4 separate regions of the Anser cygnoides genome follow, and regions 1, 2 and 4 are each linked to region 3. Evidence: chromatin contacts called from public Hi-C data. All regions are on one chromosome and are shown on one strand. Each heading gives the region's core, a stretch centred on a gene start, on an enhancer-like site or on the middle of the called end of the contact. The rest is flanking DNA. Distances are from core to core; before and after follow the strand shown.

Evidence for each region. Hi-C and Micro-C count contacts between places; a contact is called where the count stands out from the background.
Region 1: a Hi-C map of liver shows a contact between it and region 3, with 4 times the contacts expected there. The contact joins the promoter of LOC106041672 here to the enhancer-like site in region 3. A contact is called at or near these places in 2 of 7 Hi-C or Micro-C datasets (both in liver).
Region 2: a contact with region 3 is called in a Hi-C map of liver, with 1.9 times the contacts expected there. The contact joins two enhancer-like sites. A contact is called at or near these places in 2 of 7 Hi-C or Micro-C datasets (both in liver).
Region 4: a Hi-C map of liver shows a contact between it and region 3, with 1.8 times the contacts expected there. The contact joins two enhancer-like sites. A contact is called at or near these places in 2 of 7 Hi-C or Micro-C datasets (both in liver).

What each region holds. Positions count from the first base shown.
Region 1 is chr1:143,489,482-143,494,084 of Taihu_goose_T2T_genome, forward strand. It overlaps LOC106041672 (interleukin-1 receptor type 1-like), which reads left to right and starts at 3,305. Exons shown (of 13, transcript XM_013190243.3): 1 at 3,305-3,437; 2 at 4,596-4,603.
Region 2 is chr1:143,464,529-143,468,882 of Taihu_goose_T2T_genome, forward strand. No RefSeq gene overlaps it. Among named protein-coding and RNA genes, the nearest start is that of IL1R2, 34 kb to the left of the region's middle. Within about 2 kb of position 1,388, at least 2 of the 3 cell types and tissues checked have open chromatin away from gene starts, as enhancers often do. A contact at or near this core is called in liver, where this site is marked.
Region 3 is chr1:143,266,530-143,271,194 of Taihu_goose_T2T_genome, forward strand. All of the region lies in intron 2 of MAP4K4 (mitogen-activated protein kinase kinase kinase kinase 4), which reads left to right. Among named protein-coding and RNA genes, the nearest start is that of MAP4K4, 19 kb to the left of the region's middle. Within about 2 kb of position 3,027, at least 2 of the 3 cell types and tissues checked have open chromatin away from gene starts, as enhancers often do. A contact at or near this core is called in liver, where this site is marked.
Region 4 is chr1:143,014,349-143,018,688 of Taihu_goose_T2T_genome, forward strand. NPAS2 (neuronal PAS domain protein 2) reads left to right here. Exons shown (of 21, transcript XM_066984235.1): 10 at 412-518; 11 at 1,752-1,899; 12 at 2,543-2,624; 13 at 3,312-3,453; 14 at 4,175-4,281. Among named protein-coding and RNA genes, the nearest start is that of RPL31, 22 kb to the right of the region's middle. Within about 2 kb of position 2,138, at least 2 of the 3 cell types and tissues checked have open chromatin away from gene starts, as enhancers often do. A contact at or near this core is called in liver, where this site is marked.

The DNA.
Region 1 (4,603 bases), core at 2,055-4,554, 220 kb after region 3:
TCTGGACAGCTGTAGGTCTGTTTTGGAGCCTGCTGGAGCTGGCTTTTATATGAAACGCGTGTTTCCTGGTGTCTATGCACAAAGGCAACCCCTGCAGCCCCCCAACTGCCAAAACCTTGCCATGTAAACGCAATACACTTAGTATGAATGAACAAGACTATAGAGTTTCTGCATGCTAGAGGCAAAAAGAAAAAATCACCAGCAATTCTCAGCATTCTTCTCAGGATGCAGGGAAAACAGTCACAGAAAAGATAGGGCAGAAGCATCTTGTCATCCTGTAAAGATATCCACAGTGATATGCATTTATAGGAGTGGATGGGAAGAGAAAGGTGCTTCTAGCTCTGCTGCTTGCATTCCTGGTTAAGAGTTGCAATAGCAGCCACACCATTGCAGGGACCTCCTCCACTTTAGCTGCAGTTGCACATGGAAACATGTGGAACTGATGAAAAATCTTCCAGCTCTTTTGAAAACGAAATTTAAATACCTGTTTTTATTCTAAACAAGATTCCAATTACTAAAGCTGTCTTTTGAGATACGTGGTGTGTTCAGGTTTTTCACTTACTTAAAATGGCATTTTGAGATCAGTTGATCTAACCAGTATAAATTTGCTCCAAGTGCTGACAGATATTTCTGATCAAAAATGAACACTCTTTGCTTTGTGTGGAAATGCTGGACAGTGTGACTGAACAAGTCTGAACACATGAAAACATGCTTCAGATTACTGCCATGTGTACAAAGCAGGTTTGACCTGTCCTTGAAGTAGCACTAAAAGCACTATTAGGAGTGCAGTGTGATGTCTTTTTACTTCAGTTGCTACTCCGTACTACTCAGTCTCAGTTTGAACTTTGGACTTGGTTGAACATTCTGCACTAAACAGAAAATCGACGACTCATTCATTTAAGATTTTCTGGAATGAGCACCCTGGTAGACACAAGTTCTGATGTTGTGTTGAAACAGGTATGTTCAGACTGTAGAAACTGAGAACTGGTTTGTGTTTTCAAAGATCTATAGCTTTTGGTGCTACGGCAATCTGTAGCAAGACAGTATAAATAGATACTTTGGCATAACTTTGTGTTTCTTGTTTTCTTTTCACATTATCCTATTTTAAGCAACAAGTCCAAAGTGTCCCATGGAGAACTTCAGTGAAACTACCAGGAATACCTTTGAATTACCAAATGTGATCGCCATCACTTCCCACATCAGTGATGGATGAGTCAAGTGCTGTACCTTTCAGGACCAACAGGAACTAGTTACTGTATTACTCTGAAGTTCACCCTGGCCAGATACTCCAGGATACTGAAGGACACAAACCTCTGTCCAGTTTCTTGATGCTGACTGATTCCTGAACAATGAAGTCTTACTAGCAGCAACCTGGCATCTGCCCAGAGGTCTGAGCCCTGAAACATGCCCCAGAGACATGCAGTTGGAAGCAACGAGAGGCTTTTCCCAATTGCGTGAGCTCAGTGCCTCAGTATATTCTCATGGTTGACTGTATAATTGGGGTAACAGGCTGGGTTGTACAACTCATGCGGGAGAACAGTTATACAGTAGGATAAGAACAGACTTTAGCAAAATTATTCTCCTCTAACTGGAGTCCTACTAGATGTTTCATGATAAATTCATCTACAACACTCAGGAAACTCTAGGAAACATCCTCTACTCTGAGAAAGATGCATACTTTGCCACTGAATCACAACTTGGCAGTACGGACACTTGCGTGCGTTCTTTCAGAATTGTACTTTTGGTTCCACATGATCAGTTTCTGTAAAATGAGTGCCAGAGAGTACTTTGTTTTTTTTTTTTAACTTTAGAAGTGTGGTTGTGACAGATATGAGATACCACAATTATGGAAATAGTGATGTGTGCCAGATTCTAGAAATGACTACTTTATCTTCCAATATGTAGGTGTTACTCTTTCTATGAGACTGATGGGTTTCTGGCACGCTCCCTGTTCCCTGGCTTTCCTGCTTATTGCCAGCTACTGGCAGAGACTTCTTTCTATGAACCCTCACGAGTCACCGACTTTCAGTCTAGTTGTGCAGCTTAACTGGAAGCATTGCTATCATCCTTTGGATATTGTGGAATGATGTATTGCACAAATAGCCACTCACAGCACCTTAGTATCTTTGTTCTTAGGATTGTTATAGCCTATGAAATGAATGTTTCAGTGTTAGCCAGTCACCTTAACACCACCCTTGAGTCAAAAACTGTGAAGGCAAAAGTAGATTAAAATATTCCTTTAACAGAGCTAAAATAAATAGAAGTTTGCAAAGGTTTATAAACACACGGGCAACAGGAAAAGAAATTTACCCATCTAGCTCATAAGGTTTTGTCTCATGCTTTATATCATCCAATAAGCTGGTAAGTATTTCATGGCTTTCCTTTCTGAGAACTCCATGGCTCAGGGAAGCTCTTCGTCCTAAAATTGTCAACACAGAAGAAGCCCAGTAGGACAATCCCTTCTTTTCTCTGATTAGTGTTAATGAAACCAAGAGACAAGCAATCTAGCCCTTTTCCCCCCAGAAGACTAAGCTTTCCACTTTGGAAATGGCAATCGTTGTGTAAGTGTGGAACAGAGGATTGGCTGTGCCATTTAATAATTTAAAACATTCCTTCCCACACTTTTCCAACCCCTTAACTAGTCCCTTCACACTGTTTTTGGAACTGTTCAAACCACAAGGGGAGCCTTCTTTTTATGTTACGTTTTTATAATTTGTATTATGAATGCTTACTTTATCTGGAATCTCAATGGAGTTTATGCAGGTGGAAGGTTTTGAATAAAAGCAGAGATGGGAATAAGCGATAACTGAGTACCCTCCAGTCGCGTTTTTGAGGAGTGACCAAAAGTATGTTGGGTGGAATCAAAATGAAGGAGGCTAAGTCCAATTCAAGGAGGAGAGGACACTGAATTGAGAACTATAGGCAAGGAAGCGATTCCAGAGGAACTTTTTCCTGTTTGGAAAAAATTACATTTTTATGTTTGAACATGCTTAATTTCACCATCCAAGTAACGAATGAGAACTTCTATACAGTTACTACTGAAATCCAGAAGGAAAAAGCTAATTGTTTGAACTGGAAGAGTGATGCCCTGACACAGCAGAAGGGACGGATGACCAAACAGGACAAAAAGTAACCACTTATTTGACAGAAAGCAAAAAAGCTCTGCTCCAAACCCGAGCATAGACTCATAAACTCATGTTTATGGCCCTGAGGAGCTCTGAGGAGGGCTCCGGACCACGGCTCTCCACGATCCCTGAGGGAAACCAGCCAGCGTCGACGCCGTACCCTCGGAGCCATCCCCCGGGCGGTGCAGGCCGAGGGGCGGCCCCGGGGAGGGGCGAGTCCCCGGCGCGGCTCGGCGGCCGAGGCGGAGCCTGCTGCTCGCCCGCTATGTGGCGGGGTCGGGGCGGCCGCCGAGGCTCGGGGAGCAGACGGAGGTGAGGAAGGGCGGCGGGCGGCGGGGCTCGGGGGGCCGCCTCGGACTGAGGCGCGGAGGGGAGGGCGGCAAGGGCCCTGCGCTGCGGGCCGCGCGGGGGCGCGGCCATTTTCCCCCCGCGGCAGCGAGGGGCAGCGGGGGCCGGGCGGCCGCTGGGTCGCAGCGTGCGCGGCACCGAGCAGCCTCGTTGGGAGGCGTTTTCCTCTGGCGTGCCCCTGTGCTTCTTCACCGCGTGTCCCACTGCACAAGAGCAGGTAGGAAAGGCTGCAGGGAAGCGAGAAGCGTAGGAGCGCCGAGCGTGCCACGTTTTAAGGCTTATAACAGGAAGCAGGACAAAGCTTTTCGTAAATCTCCTTGACCTGGTAAAACACCACAGCAACTGTTTATTGCACAACCCTGATCAAACAAGGACTTTTTTTTTTTTTTTTTTTTTAACTGTTAGTTACGATGACAAGAGCAGGCTTTGGGCAAAAGCACTGCCCTGGTAGAGCTGCCTGCGGATCTCCCTGCAGCAGCCGTAGGGGCTGGGATGGTTGCAACCAAGGCATTGCACGACAGCTCTCGATGGAGCGAAAGCTCGATAGGAGTGGGTCGTCACCCAACAGCTACCGAGTTGAATCACGATTCAAGTTTTCAAGTTTCCAGAAGCAGCTCTTAACTCTGGGGAATTTCGCCAGGGATGTCAGGAAAACGCTGGATGCGTTTTGTTTTTGTTCCTCATAAGCTTGGTAACTTCGGTCTTGTTTGACTTGGACTCCTTGTATGTGCTTAGACTCTCAAAAACAGTTCCTAAACGAACACTTGTCTTTCATACCGATTGTGAAATTGGAATGCTTTGAAAGCTGGGGAACTGACTTAAAACTCTTGCACAAATGTTTAATAACACAAAATCCTTAACTTAGATCCTTTAAGTTAATCCTCAAGTGAGAAATACTTTCTGGTTTTGGTAAACATTTGATTTTATTTTTTTTCCCTGAGAATAATGCATTAATTTTTATATTTTTTTTTTGCATCACTGTGTTTTTTATACTTACAGTTTTATCTACGTGAGCCCTCCAGGTCCTTTTAAATGGCTCTGTTTTTTGAAAATGATGGTGAAAAAGTAATAATTTACTTTCGATTTAAGTAACAACTTTTTCATATTACTTTATACTGACAGGTATCAGG
Region 2 (4,354 bases), core at 138-2,637, 200 kb after region 3:
CCTACCTTCTTTTAGTTTGACTTTATTACCCCATGCCCTATCACTACACTCCCTGACAAAGAGCCTCTCCCCATCCTTCTTGTAGGACCCCTTTAAGTACTGGGAGGTTGCTATAAGGCCTTCCCAGAGCCTTCTCTTCTCTAGGTTAAACCCTAGCCCCCTCAGGGCCAGACTCCTACAGGGGAACCTGCAAGGGTGCGGCATCCTCCTTCACTCCTACTGCTGACAGGAGTACTTTAGTCCACAATTTCCTTTGAGTGCTGTTAAGTAAAAATGATAGCATATTCCATCAGCTGACTTACACTGATTTATGCAGCTGGTGTTGCTCACCTGCCAGGAGAGTGCTCAGGGGGATCCTACTGATGTCTCTGCTGGGATCTAGGACTTCCAGCATGCTGCTCACAAAAAGGTGATGTGAATAGTAGCGAGGTGACAGACTTTGTGCCAGCTACAGAATTGTTAGGCTAGTCAAATTCATTGAAACATGTTGGGAGAGCCATGGAAGGATCTTACTAAATCTTCTTACTGATAAAAGAGAGATTTAAATTCAAATCTCTCAATGAGTAACTTTAGGTGGTTATACCAAGGCAGGTACACCAACATCTTGGAAAGAGCATATCTTTTGTGTCCTTTCATCACCAATGAAATCCAGCGCAGAGAAGGGTGCCGCACAGGATGGTGGTATGGGCTGGCTTTGCTACAAGGCTCTGCAGCTTGGAAATGCCATGAGGTTCCTCTGAGTCACTAATAGTAATGGAGAAAGTGAGCAGGAAAAGATGTGTTCACTCTTTCTCACATAAGCAGAGTGAAGGGTGCCTAGTTAAATTATTGAGGGGCAGATTAAGAAAGAGTAGTAGAGGGTTTTAATCACTTTTTAATAAGAGTGTGCCTTTACTGTTTAATGATTAAACTGCAGGTAATATTCACTGAATGTTGCGGAGGCAACAAAAGATAAGAAGTTCAGAAAGGGACTAGACAAAGTGATAGAGTTAATTAGTCACTAATGAATATGGCAATCTCGGCATGACCTTTTGCAGACGGGATGCCTGAAACACTATTACTGGAAAATAGAAGAGTATGACAAATATAAACAAACTGTATTTGCCTTATTCAGATAATGTTTTTACAAGTATTTGCAGCAAAAGTCATGAACGTGAGATTGTCACCGGAGCTGGATGGCCCCTTTATTTGGCCTTAGATCTCTCTTTGTCTGCCACAGGGCTCTAGCAAGTGACAGTTTCAGTTTTGTTAACCCATAAGCTATCGTGCAGAACAAATCATCTGACTTTAATCAGCAACTGCTTGAAAAATGAGGATTAGCTTCACTGAAAAGAGATATAAATAAAATCAGCATGATGTCAAATAATGTCTTATCTGTGTACATCAACATAAAGGAAAGTGGGAAGGTAGCACACTGGAGAGAAGGTATGAAAAGGTTTCAGATCTACTTTAAATATTAAAGCCATGAGTCTGTGCCTAAACCAAACTGTCGTTCACTTATTCAGTGGACAAGTAAGAGAGTGAAGTTAAAACAACCTAATGTGTTACTTCCTGGTTATCATAACATAACAAAGCCTTATGTTCTGCTGCTTCATACAAACACGGCTGGCTTGGTTTCCTGTTTGGACTTCCTAAAGGATACAAGTCAGTAAATGATGCAGCATAATGAAGGGGTTATCATCTGAACAGGGCTTTCTCTTCTACTTTGGCTCTTTCCCAAACACAGCAATAATTCTTAGGAGTCATAAAAGCGAGACAGTGTGCTGCCTGTGAGCTACAGTATTGGCACTGCACAAGTTTGTACACAGGACATTTTAATCTTTAACAAATAAAAGGGCTTCAGTAATGTACTCAGTCATGAGCATATTTTAAAGGACCAGCCACAGCTCTGCATGCTTCCGTGCTTCACTGGAAGTTAGACCTGTCACCCAAGAAAGAAAAAATGAAGTGAAGATACAGATCCTGTTCTGTTTGTGACGAGTAGATCTTAGCCTAAGGTAATGCATTTGGCATTTTTGTGAGTGTTTCTAAGCTGAAAAGAGTTTTTATTATGTTTTTATTATGTTTTCTGACTTCTGGTTAGGACCTAAATCAAAGTCCTTGTAAAGTAGCAGAGTTCTCCTCTGGTTATAGAGTTGGGATCAGATCTGCAAACAGTAAGCATAGATATACAAATGAAATTATATTCTGCAGGGATTTCTCATCACTGCAGGCATTATAATGGGAATATACATCTAATTGGCTCAAACGAATGTGCATGACTTTTGTATAGGAAAAGGCATATTGAAGATAGTCTGTATCATACCTATCATACTGAGGTGTGAATACCTGATGCATACATGGACAGCTGGAATGATAGCATATATACCCCAGATGCCTGCTGGGGTAAACTTAGCTGTCACTTCATAGAATCACAGAATATCCCGAGTAGGAAGGGACCCACAAGGACCATCGAGTCCTACTCCTGGGTCCCTAAAGGGCCACCTAAAAAATCAGACCATGTGTCTGAGAGCATTGTACAAATGCTTCTTGAATTCCATCAGGCTCGGTGCCATGACCACTGCCCCGGGGAGCCTGTCCCAGTGCCCGACCACCCTCTGGGTGCAGAACCTTTCCCTAACCCCCAGCCTGACCCTCCCCTGTCCCAGCTCCATGCCGTTCCCTCGGGTCCTGTCGCTGTCCCCAGAGAGCAGAGCTCAGCGCCTGCCCCTCCGCTCCCCTCGTGAGGGAGCTGCAGGCCGCCATGAGGCCTCCCCTCGGCCTGCTCTGCTCTGGGCTGAACAAAACAAGGGACCTCAGCCCCTTTTCATATGTCTTGCTCTCCAGATCCTTCATCTTCGTAGTCCTTCTTTGGACACTCTGTAACAGTTTTACATCTTTCTTATACTGTGGCACCTGAAACTGCACACAGTACTCGAGGTGAGGCCGCACCAGCACAGAGCAGAGCAGGACAATCACTTCCCTCGACCGACTAGCGATGCCGTGCTTGATGCACCCCAGGGTACGGCTGGCCCTCCTGGCCACCAGGGCACACTGCTGGCTCATGTTCAGCTTGCTGTCGACCAAAATCTCCAGATTCCTCTCTGCAGAGCTGATCTCCAGCATCTCATCTGCCAGTCTAAGTTCAGCCAGGGTTGCCCCTTCCCAGGTGCAGAATCCAGCACTTTTTCTTGTACTTCCACATAATGACAGCTGCAGACCAGCTTTTTTATTAAGATTATTGCTCTGAACAAACACATGGGAGATATTAATGGTGTTTTTGTTGTTGTCTTTTCTCTATCTGTACAGTGAAAACTAAACAAGACATGAGTCAACATGTCTTTATTAAATTAAAACAAGCACCTTAGTGAACAGAAAATGCAAGAGACCCATGGTCTTTCAGAGACATTGGACAAACGGACTCATGGGTGTTACAGAAAACATCTTACAGGAAAAGATTTAACATTAACTGTGCCATGTTAAACCCCAAGTCGTGAAATGGATAGCCCAGAGCTCTAGGTCTGCTTGAGCTCACATAGCCCGTACTGTCAGCTCAGATTTACTCTCTGTTTTCTTTTAACTATAGACACATTAATACGTTTAAATTGTCATTATAGCATGACATTGAAGCTGTGGCATTAAGATGCACAGAACAACCCGATGATACTGCTGATATGAATTCAATTTCACAAGCAATTAAAACTTTATGTTTTGATTCTCAGTTTCCATCCAGTTACTCCACCATAAGCGTGAAAGTGTGAACTAATTCATGTAGCATAATAACCACAATTTGGACAAACACTTGAACTCTTAATTAACTAACATTTTAAGGTTCTCTCCAGGCTCAAAGGAGGCATGGGCTGTGTCACTCCTTCCAGTTCTGGATTTCTAGGCACTCATACTGAGAATCTGAATAGAGGAAGAATATCATTTTAGCCCTCAAAGTGAGGTTTATTTTCCACAGAAAAAAATATATAGGGATCCTGCTGTGTTCTGAGGTGTCTCCCTGGCATGGGTTCAAAGCATGGCTGGGGTCTGCAGCTGGTTATTGAGGACCCACTCAGCTTCTGGGTCCAGCAACATCAGGGACAACCTCAGGACAAAAGGCAAGTTAAGTTACAGGTCTCTTTTCACAGAAGCAATGCAAAATGATTATGGGAGGCAGGACACAAAAGTGGTTGCAAGCCAGGTTTAAAATCATTTCACAAATTGTGATCTTCCCCACAGAAGTCAGTCTGCATTTCTCAGGAAACTTTAAATGCTTAGAGCTCCCAGTTGCCATGTTGCACAAAAGAGTTTCTGTTTCAAGAACCTTTTTATTGTTTTTCCTGTGGCTTATGTGGTTCCGTTACTGTAATATCTTTACCTTACACAA
Region 3 (4,665 bases), core at 1,777-4,276:
TGATGCCAGCTTGGTGGTGGGCAGCTTCCCTGCAGACTGTCACTGTGAGCTAGCCTGTGCCATTGTCCCCATGAGACAGCTTGGGGATTATGGCCTGGAGAAACGGTCCATGTAATTCATTGGGATGATGATAACGTGTGGTGTGGGAGCTTTACGTGTGGTGTGATCGCCCGCTGAGCCTGCAGCTTTGCCACTGTTGTCGCTGTTGGTTACGCTTGGCCCCACAAACGCGGGCAGGGCATCCCGAGGTGAGCGGCTGGCAGAGCTGCAGGCGATGCTGGGCTTCGGTACTGGCAGTGCACCGGCCTGCTGGGATTGCCAGGTGAAGTAAAATTAGTTATCCAGGTTTTCCTCGCATTGTGGATGAATTTAGGCAGGGGCGTGAATGAGCTTGTGCCACATTGCGAGTAGTGGGGGATGAAGCTGATGACATAAGCTGATGTCCATCCCCTCTCCAACACTATGTGTGCTAATTGCTATTGCATCTTCATTCAGTCCTTCCAGTGCTGGATAATATTGCAGAGATTCCCCTGGTAGTGGCCAGCAACAAATTATGAAGATCACAGCTCTCCTACTCCGTTGTCTGCAACTTTGAGCGTATTCACATAGCCTTTTCTCAGGAAAAATGCAATTGCACATATTGCTCAAGCTGTTTTTTTAAGATTACCTCCTTCCCCCCAGCCCTTGCTCTGCAAGGAGGTGACAGTTGTGGGCGGATTGAGCCAAGTCTGTTTTTTAGGTATTAGGAGGTACTTAGAGGAGTTTCTGTGGAGAGCACCATCTGGACACAGAGATTCATTTGTTGAGGAGCTGCGCTGATCCCAGAGGAAAATGATTCGGGTGTGGTGTATGTATGTACGCTACTGTAGGCTGAAAAGGCATTCGTGGAAGGTGTAGGCTGTTAGGGGGCTACTGTGGGACTTTGTGGTTCTTGGAGAAATAACTGGCTGAAAAACAGTAGGAAGTCCAGGCAAGTGGGCACATCTGTTTCTTGAAGGGTCTGGTGCTGACCTCTTTAAGGCACGAGCTACACAAAGGGTTCTAATCATTGCTAATAATTCTAACCAATTTTCTCCTATATAACAAATTCAGCAGTAATATAGGTGCTTAGGTACTTGGGGTTCACGTCCCCCGCTGATCTGGATCCCGCTTGTGCAGCATTTGCTGCAAACGGGTTACGTTCTTGGGAAGAGTTTACATTTGAAATGAAAAAGCACGTTTCCAGCTCGACCCCTGTGTTTGGATTGCCAGAGCAAACTCGAAAGGGAGACGCTTGTGCCCTTGGACAGGGATCCTGTTTGTCCTGCTCCGCTGAATTTAACCCGCTGTGTTTGATGCTCTCGGTGAGGGGACTGGTTGAGGATCAGAGCGGGGGCACCGGGCGCTGGGGGGCATTGCACTGCCGGAGGTTCACGTGGAGGCAGCAGAAGGATTAAAGGGCGCGCCCTGAAAAGAGGCGCTTCATGTCACCGATAAGTGGTGCTGAGCAGGCCGGGGGAGAGGAGGTTAATGCCCCTCTTACCCAGGGTCTGTTTAAAGAAGCCAGTCATTTAGCTAAAATATACATCTACAGTTCATTTCTGTTTAAACTGAAATTACCGAGCAAAGAGATGCATCCTGGGAGCAGATTAAGCCATATGCTAGGAAAGAAGCACATTTCTCTCCAGCTCGGGTGACAGTGGCATGCTTAGGGGGTTTTCTGCATTAAATATTTGATAAATCTGTAGTAGAGTCGAATTCCGTTCGCTTTCAATTACTTTTGATTTTTCAAGCCTTCCAGGATCCTGACGTTTTTCTTCATCTTGCCTTTTTTTCTGCCCCCCGCCCCCATGGTGATCCTGTTTCGTCTGGGAAGGAGCCCTTGGGTGTAACGGGGCACGGCCACGTCCTGGTGATGGGCAGAGCAGTCCCCGCGGAGCCGGCGATAAGGCTCCATTTCTGACGCAGGGAGGTCTGGTGTCGCGGGGAGGTCCGCGCCTGAAATTTATTGCATCAGAAAGATTTGATTAGCTGTATTGTATTAGCACAGGTTTTATTGCTACTTCTTATATGTTATTAAAAATCCCTTATTAAAAGGGCGGGCGTGCGTATTTGCTTCTAAAGAACCGTGTCTTGCTCTGCTGTTGGCAGCAATTTGCCATGGTGGTGGCAGCAGCCAGTGCATCGAGGATGGTAGGAGGGGAGGAGTGAATGCAGGGGGGGCGTTTGCTCTCCCTTAAAATCCCTTTTTCTTTGATAGTTAATTCTTAAATTGCTAGTCAGAAAATATTTGGTTGTTGTTTCATTTTTTTTTTCTTCAGCTTAGAGTTTGATGCCCTTTTCAGCAGGGTTCTGGCTGCTCCTCTCCCACAGAGGCGTAGTTGGAGGGTGTTTGCATGTAGCTGCCGTGCCTGTTTGCTTTCTCCTCGGCTGCCGGCGGAGCAAAGGTCGCAGCTTTCACCTGCTCGGCGCTGAGCAGCCCGGTCGCGTTTCCAGCCTTTGCATCAGCTCATCTTCCCAGGGAGCTCTGCACTCAGGTGATTTCTGCTGAGCAGATGCACCCATGTTGTCCCCACTTCGTAATTTACGCCAGGCAACGTGGTGGTGTTCGCAATATGCCGAATGGAGAGGGAGGTCAAGGGGAAAAAACCAAACTGCATAAGCAGTTGGTTGTTGCTGTTTTAGACAGTCTGTTCTTGCTGCTGCTTTAGTGCTCATGTGCTTTGGTCCAGCAGACTCTGGACTGTGGAGGGTAAATAAAAATGTTTTGTAAGCATTGGTGTGCCGGGCCGAAAGTTTTGTTGCGAGGAATCAGCATGTCCCTGTGCGGAGCAGGGTTGCTAAAAATACTTTCACCCAGCTAGGGGTGCAGCCCGGGGGCTAGCTTGCAGTCTCTCCCCTGTTTTAACCAGATCTGCGGTTGTTTGTCTCCTGAGAGACCTTCCTGATACCCTGTTAAGACCCCCTCCGGAGATGTTTTCTGTCATTTTATTCCCCACAATGATATCTGAGCTTCGAATGCCCCGTCCTTCAGAATATCCGATACACGGGAAATTAATCTTTCCCCAGTCTGTTTTCCATAAGGTTATAGGTATTTAAGAAATGCTGGAGACAGCTGAAACAAAAGACCTTACCAGACAGAAAATGTAATACCAGCCACCTGACTGGCTCTGTCTTTCCTAGCTGTCTGCTAACAGCCCTCATTTCCCCGTGTCTTCGGGCCTGGGCGAAGTGTCTCCTCTCTGTTTGCCAACAGCTCAGCTGCGTATTCATCAACCGTAATAAAAATGTGTGCTCGAGATCAGGCAAGTGCCTCACGATCCTGGCCCAGTCTGAACGTCTCCGTGGTCTCTGCAGCTCTTCTGGTGGCCGTGGTGGCCGGAGCGGTGCTTACCCCGTGGGTATGGTCACAGTGGTACGGTCACACAGCTGGTAAGGCGATATCCGCGGCAGATTTTAATCTGGCCACAGGTGACCCTCGGGCTGACGGCATTTTGGGAAGCTTAAGCTCAGGTGGAAGAGCCTGGTGGTGCCACCTTCCTCCGTCACCTGCCGGTGCTTGTCAGCACCTTGGCGTTGCCCAATGCCGGTTTAACTCCTTGTCAATTCATCTCTGTTACCCAAGTCATCTGCTGACAAAACAAAGATCTGGGTCACTGCTCTTAAAATAGATGCAGCATTAAGCAAATTGCTCAAGCAAGCTCTCCTTTCCTCTGAGAAGGCAATGTCAACCCAACCTCACAGGGATACCCCTAACAAGCACATCCTCCTCCTGCGGAGGCCCTGTCAGCTCGGCTACGCTCGCCCGATAAGCTTTTAAAATGCAGTGTCCAGCGGTTTGCATAATGGTTGACTTTTTCTTTATTTTAATGCAGATGTATGCATCGACGTGACCTCCTTTTGCAGGTGGTCTTTGCAAATCTTGTATTTGTTTGTGGTCTGGTGCCCGGAGGTGCTGTGATTGGCACATTTAACTTCCGTCTGCAAGAGCTGTGATAAATTATGCCCGTACCAGCCGATTGTTGCCCTTGCTTTTAGGCAGAGTTCAGCAGTGCCAATTTTATCTTGATAAGAGTCATCCAGCAACCGCTTTGACCACACTGTGCCAAGCCCACGTATGGGTGTGCAACCAGTCAAGGGTGAATTACTCATGAAATCCGTTTTTAAGGTCGCTTAAGTTTTTAAGTCTCTGTGGACTCTCTGATCCCAGGTTTCTGGGGCTTCCTGCCCGACGTGCCCTTCTGTCAAAGCCCCGCGGGCTGCCTGGGCCTGGGCTGCAAAACGGCCGCGTCGTCTTCTGCTTGTCCTGTGGGGATCTTTTACTCTGAAGTGGGCTTCTGGGAATGCTGCTGGAAAATACAGGGTTTGAAAAAAGGGGAACGGGAAGCTAGGCTGCTGGGGGTTCTTGCTCATCAGGGTCCACCTCTGTCTGTGTGCGCTGCCTTCTGCTGTGGGCATGGACAGCACATGGCGTGATAAATCGGGAAGTCCAGGGAGAGCTTCCAGTTACGGGGCAAGCAGAGAGAAATGTGGTCTGGCAACCCAGGAACGGGGTCCCTGCTCGACCGCAGGCCAGCCTGGGCTGGTGGTAGCAGAAAAGTCCCTCTAATGATGGGGGAGACGGCAGTTTGCTACTAATTATATCATAGAAAATACGGTATGATTTGGAGGGAAGGGTGGTTAGGC
Region 4 (4,340 bases), core at 888-3,387, 250 kb before region 3:
TATTATACAGCTGTGGAAATCGTTCTTTCAAACTCCAGCCCATGACTGCGTGTGCAGTTCCCACTGAGTTACAACTCCTTTGCCGCAGGTTTTCACGTGAAGGCCCCATAGAAACAGAGCTGCTTTCCACCAGCATCTTTTCCTTGAAAAGAAGGGTTTATCACAGGTTTTGTGCTGGGAGGAAGGTGCCCACAGGCACTGTTGTGCTGGTACGGGTCCCATATGCAAGGCAAACCCCAGCCGGGTATTCCAGGCACAACAGGGCAAAGTCAGGATCACGTCCCCTGGCAGCTGGGACTATATGCCTATGAGTGAGAGTAGATCTGGGCTTTTAGCATATCCATGTCAACATGCAGAGACACTGTTTGTTTCCTGGTTGTATGAATTCACTTATCTTGTGCCTAAATGCAGAGCACCGCCGATTATAGGATACTTGCCTTTTGAAGTGCTGGGTACTTCTGGCTATGACTATTACCATATAGATGACCTAGAGCTGCTCGCAAGGTGCCATGAACACCGTAAGTATTGCAGAACCCACATTTCCATTAATTAACCAGGATACCTCTTTTCAGTAAAATGTAGTTTCAGTTAAAATAGGTGTAAAACTCAGAAGGTGAGGTTCCAGCCTTTGCCTCACAGCCATATGCCTTAGTGTATTTATAGCATATCGGGTGCATCGCAGCTGATCAGCATCTGGGCCATATTCCTCCAGCTCTGAAACGAGCACTTTCACCTCCCCTATTCCCAGAAGTAGTCAGTGAGACTCACTGAATTGATAAAATATGCCAGATTTGACCCCTGCTCTATTAGTGAAGAATATGCAGGAATAGATCAAGCAATTTCTGAGGAGATTGCATTTTGTAAAATTCTTGCAGATTATTTACTGTAATGTTGCTCACCAAGTATTTGGCATTGACATTACCTGTGATTATTTAAAGATAGACTATTAAGATTTAATTGGAAAGCTCTCTCACTAAGTAAAGAAAATGAGGCAATCCTTTTTAAATATTTACTTATAGGCTTGACTGGAACATCTCAGTCTTACTGCCTCTGGGTGGCCTGAAAATATCTGGCCAAAATTAGTTTTTTATATGTTGACATTAAAATACAGAAAGGCTAAATATGTGCATCTTTGGGATCCCCTTGAAATCGCTGGAACAAAAAGCAGACATTAGTTTTGTCCTTGAGTCTTTGAAACTTATAATATACCACAGTTTACTGTACTTCAAATTCTTGTCAGTCTGGGAATTTTCTTTCAGTTTCAAATGATTTCTGTGTTTGCACAATGTTATCTCGTATACTCACTTCATTCTGCAGTCACTAAAATCCATCCATACGGAATACTCATCTTTTCAAGTATTTTTATCCTGTACTTTTCTGCTATAGATCTTCAGATGATCACTCTTAGAAATTAATCCCAGATGCCTCATTAAGCAGTATGTGAGCAGCACATAAACCAGGGAAAGATTTATGTTTAAGTTGTAGCAGACATTAATGCAATTGTGTCTAGCATTAAAGTTAATTGTACTGTTAAAGAATGTACTGTTCAAGTTGTCAGAAGAAGGCACCTACGGATCGTTATGATCGTCTCTATCCTAAGATTCACAGGCCCACACACTCAAAAGGTACTCGGGCTCTGATCTCCCTTGGGAACCAGTGGGGCCGTGGACACCTTTGTAACACTGTTCATATTTCATGTCCTTCTCACGCTGATAACCGTGTGACCAGCTGTGTGTACTCTGTCCTGACAGTGATGCAGTTTGGCAAGGGGAAGTCGTGTTGCTATCGGTTTCTGACCAAAGGACAGCAGTGGATCTGGCTCCAGACCCATTACTATATCACGTACCACCAGTGGAACTCCAAGCCAGAGTTCATTGTGTGCACACACATGGTGGTAAGGTATGGAAACTGTCATCAACCAGCGGGGATGTAAAGGGCAGTAAGACAAGGGCATCCTCATGACTGCAAACGTTTCCTCTTAGAAACGTGACGTGTCTTTTATGCTACAGAAATGAAGCCTAAACTCTCTGAAGGAAATCTGCATTGTAGAAAAATACTCTGACTAAGCCTTGCTCTATTCTATGCGTCATTTATTGACCACAAGTTTAGGGGGAGAGTAACTATTGCATTTTTCCATCTTGTGCAAAAATAGGGAATAGACATCTCCCTCTACTATTCTGTTCCTTAAATCCTTGGTGTTTGTTTTTTTTTTTTTAGTTTTGTTTTGTTTTGTTTTATTCTGTTCTGTTTTTTTAAGAGATATGTGGAAGCTTTTCAGTGAAGTTGCAGAGTAGTTTTAGGATGTGAACTTGACCTCTACTCTTTAATACACTTCTTGATTTCAAAAAGATAGGTAGAGAAAGGAATTAAAATTAAACCATAGTCTCTCAAATGTTGTGCAGTTGCATCTGACGTGATTTTTTTAAGCTGTTCATTTAACCTGTAAAATTTCACAATATTTTTTTTCCTCTATTTGCTTGAAGTACATTTTGTGAAATATAACGGTACCGTGTTGATACATAGAATTATATTTTACATTCAGTTACGCAGATGTTCGGGTAGAGCGGAGACAGGAGATGGGCTTGGAAGAAGTGTCCTCAGAGGTTGTGTCCTCAGCACTAAAGGTACAATGAGACAAGTTTTTTTCATAAATACATGTAGTAATTGCAACTATTTCCTATGTTAACATCACTGAAAATTTCAGCATTGTCTTTCTGAGTGGATTCCCTAACAAGTTCAGAATTCATTGCTCACTTGAATAATTTTAAAATAAATTAGATAAGTTCATGAAAGGTTAAACCTGGAGATTACAGACAGCCTTAAATTAAGTGGAGTATGGGCAGGGGCAATGTGATATATCTTCATGTTTCCTTGGCAAAGTGCTACAGTTCTGAGATTCATCTGGACATGTTCTGACAGTCCATCTTGGCTACATCGAGGACATCTGCTGAGTTAAGAAAGAGAAGCTCCACACAGCTGAGTGTCTCACAGAGGTTGCAGTTGCTGTCAAGTCCAACTGTATGCAAAACACACATTCAGAAAAACATCTGAATGTGCAAAAGGACTCTGGCAGTAGCTTCCTATTTATTTCCACCTCAGTGAAAGTTCACTGGAAAGAGGATTAATTAGATGCTATTTGGAAGGGACATCGACACTTGTGCCCAAGTCTTCTGCTGGCCTACCTGGGATTAGTTCTGCTCAAGTAATTTTAGGCCGGCCAAAGAACTGGGTCTGCAAGTATTACTAGGTGCATTTCAAAATATTTTTACCCTGACAGGTGCAATAGCTATTCTCTTTTCTGCTTGTTTTAGGACAGTAGCTCCAGCTTGGATCCTGAACAGCACTTTAATGCACTTGATATTGGTGCCTCAATCCTCAGTGCTAGCCGGACACCCTCAGTATCATCCAGGAGCTCACCAAAATCTTCCCACACACCCAAGTCAGACCCAGCATGTGAGTGGCATTCCTGGGTTACTGCGGTATTTTGCATTTAGCCAAGTTACAGAATACGTGTCTATATACCACGGCTGCAAATTAACATGAGGTACTGATATGTGTTTGTCAGTGGCAATGAGGTGCATCATCTACAATGGTAATGTACGAGATGGAAGGGTCTAGTTTGACCATCCATACACTGGAAAATGGGTAGCAGAACTAGCCATGAGACCAGCTGTTTAGATCTGTTATGAAAATAAAGACTTCTATATTCCGATTTGAGGGTGTCAGTATGAGCAATGAGAGGCCCCTCCTGACTTACCTGAATAATAGCAGCCTAAGGGTGGTAGCTCTTCTGGCCAAGATTAAGGATGTTCCAGCCATGACTTGAGCACACCTTATGCACTCTTTCTGCTCCCTGATCTGGAAGAAAAGCCAATGAGCTAACCAAAATTTACAGTTATTTGGTCCATGCAAGGGAGTTCCAGCTGCTCTAGAACAGCTCTTGGGTCCTTTTGCTCTGCCCATTGGAATCATGATCTATCCCTTTGACTTTTATCTTTGCCCAGACCCTCCTTATCAGTTTAATTTTGCTCCCATTGAAGCCAACAAGAACAGCCTCAACTCCATCTGGAATTCAGCCAGGCCGTAATCATTTCTAGCCAGGTCTCACTGTAATCCTGAATTCCAATGGCGATGATTTGCAGTTTGTGAGAACTCACCCACACTTTTCTTGCAGCTACACCAACAAAGCTGACTGCAGAGGCTAGCACCCCCTTGCAAAGGACACCCAGCACGCAGCAGGACTTATCAGCACACAGACTCAGCCAACCTACCGCTCTGCAGGTAACTCCCAAGAGCCACAGGAACAGGCAGAAGGTATAAGGCATGTGCCACGTAAGCAG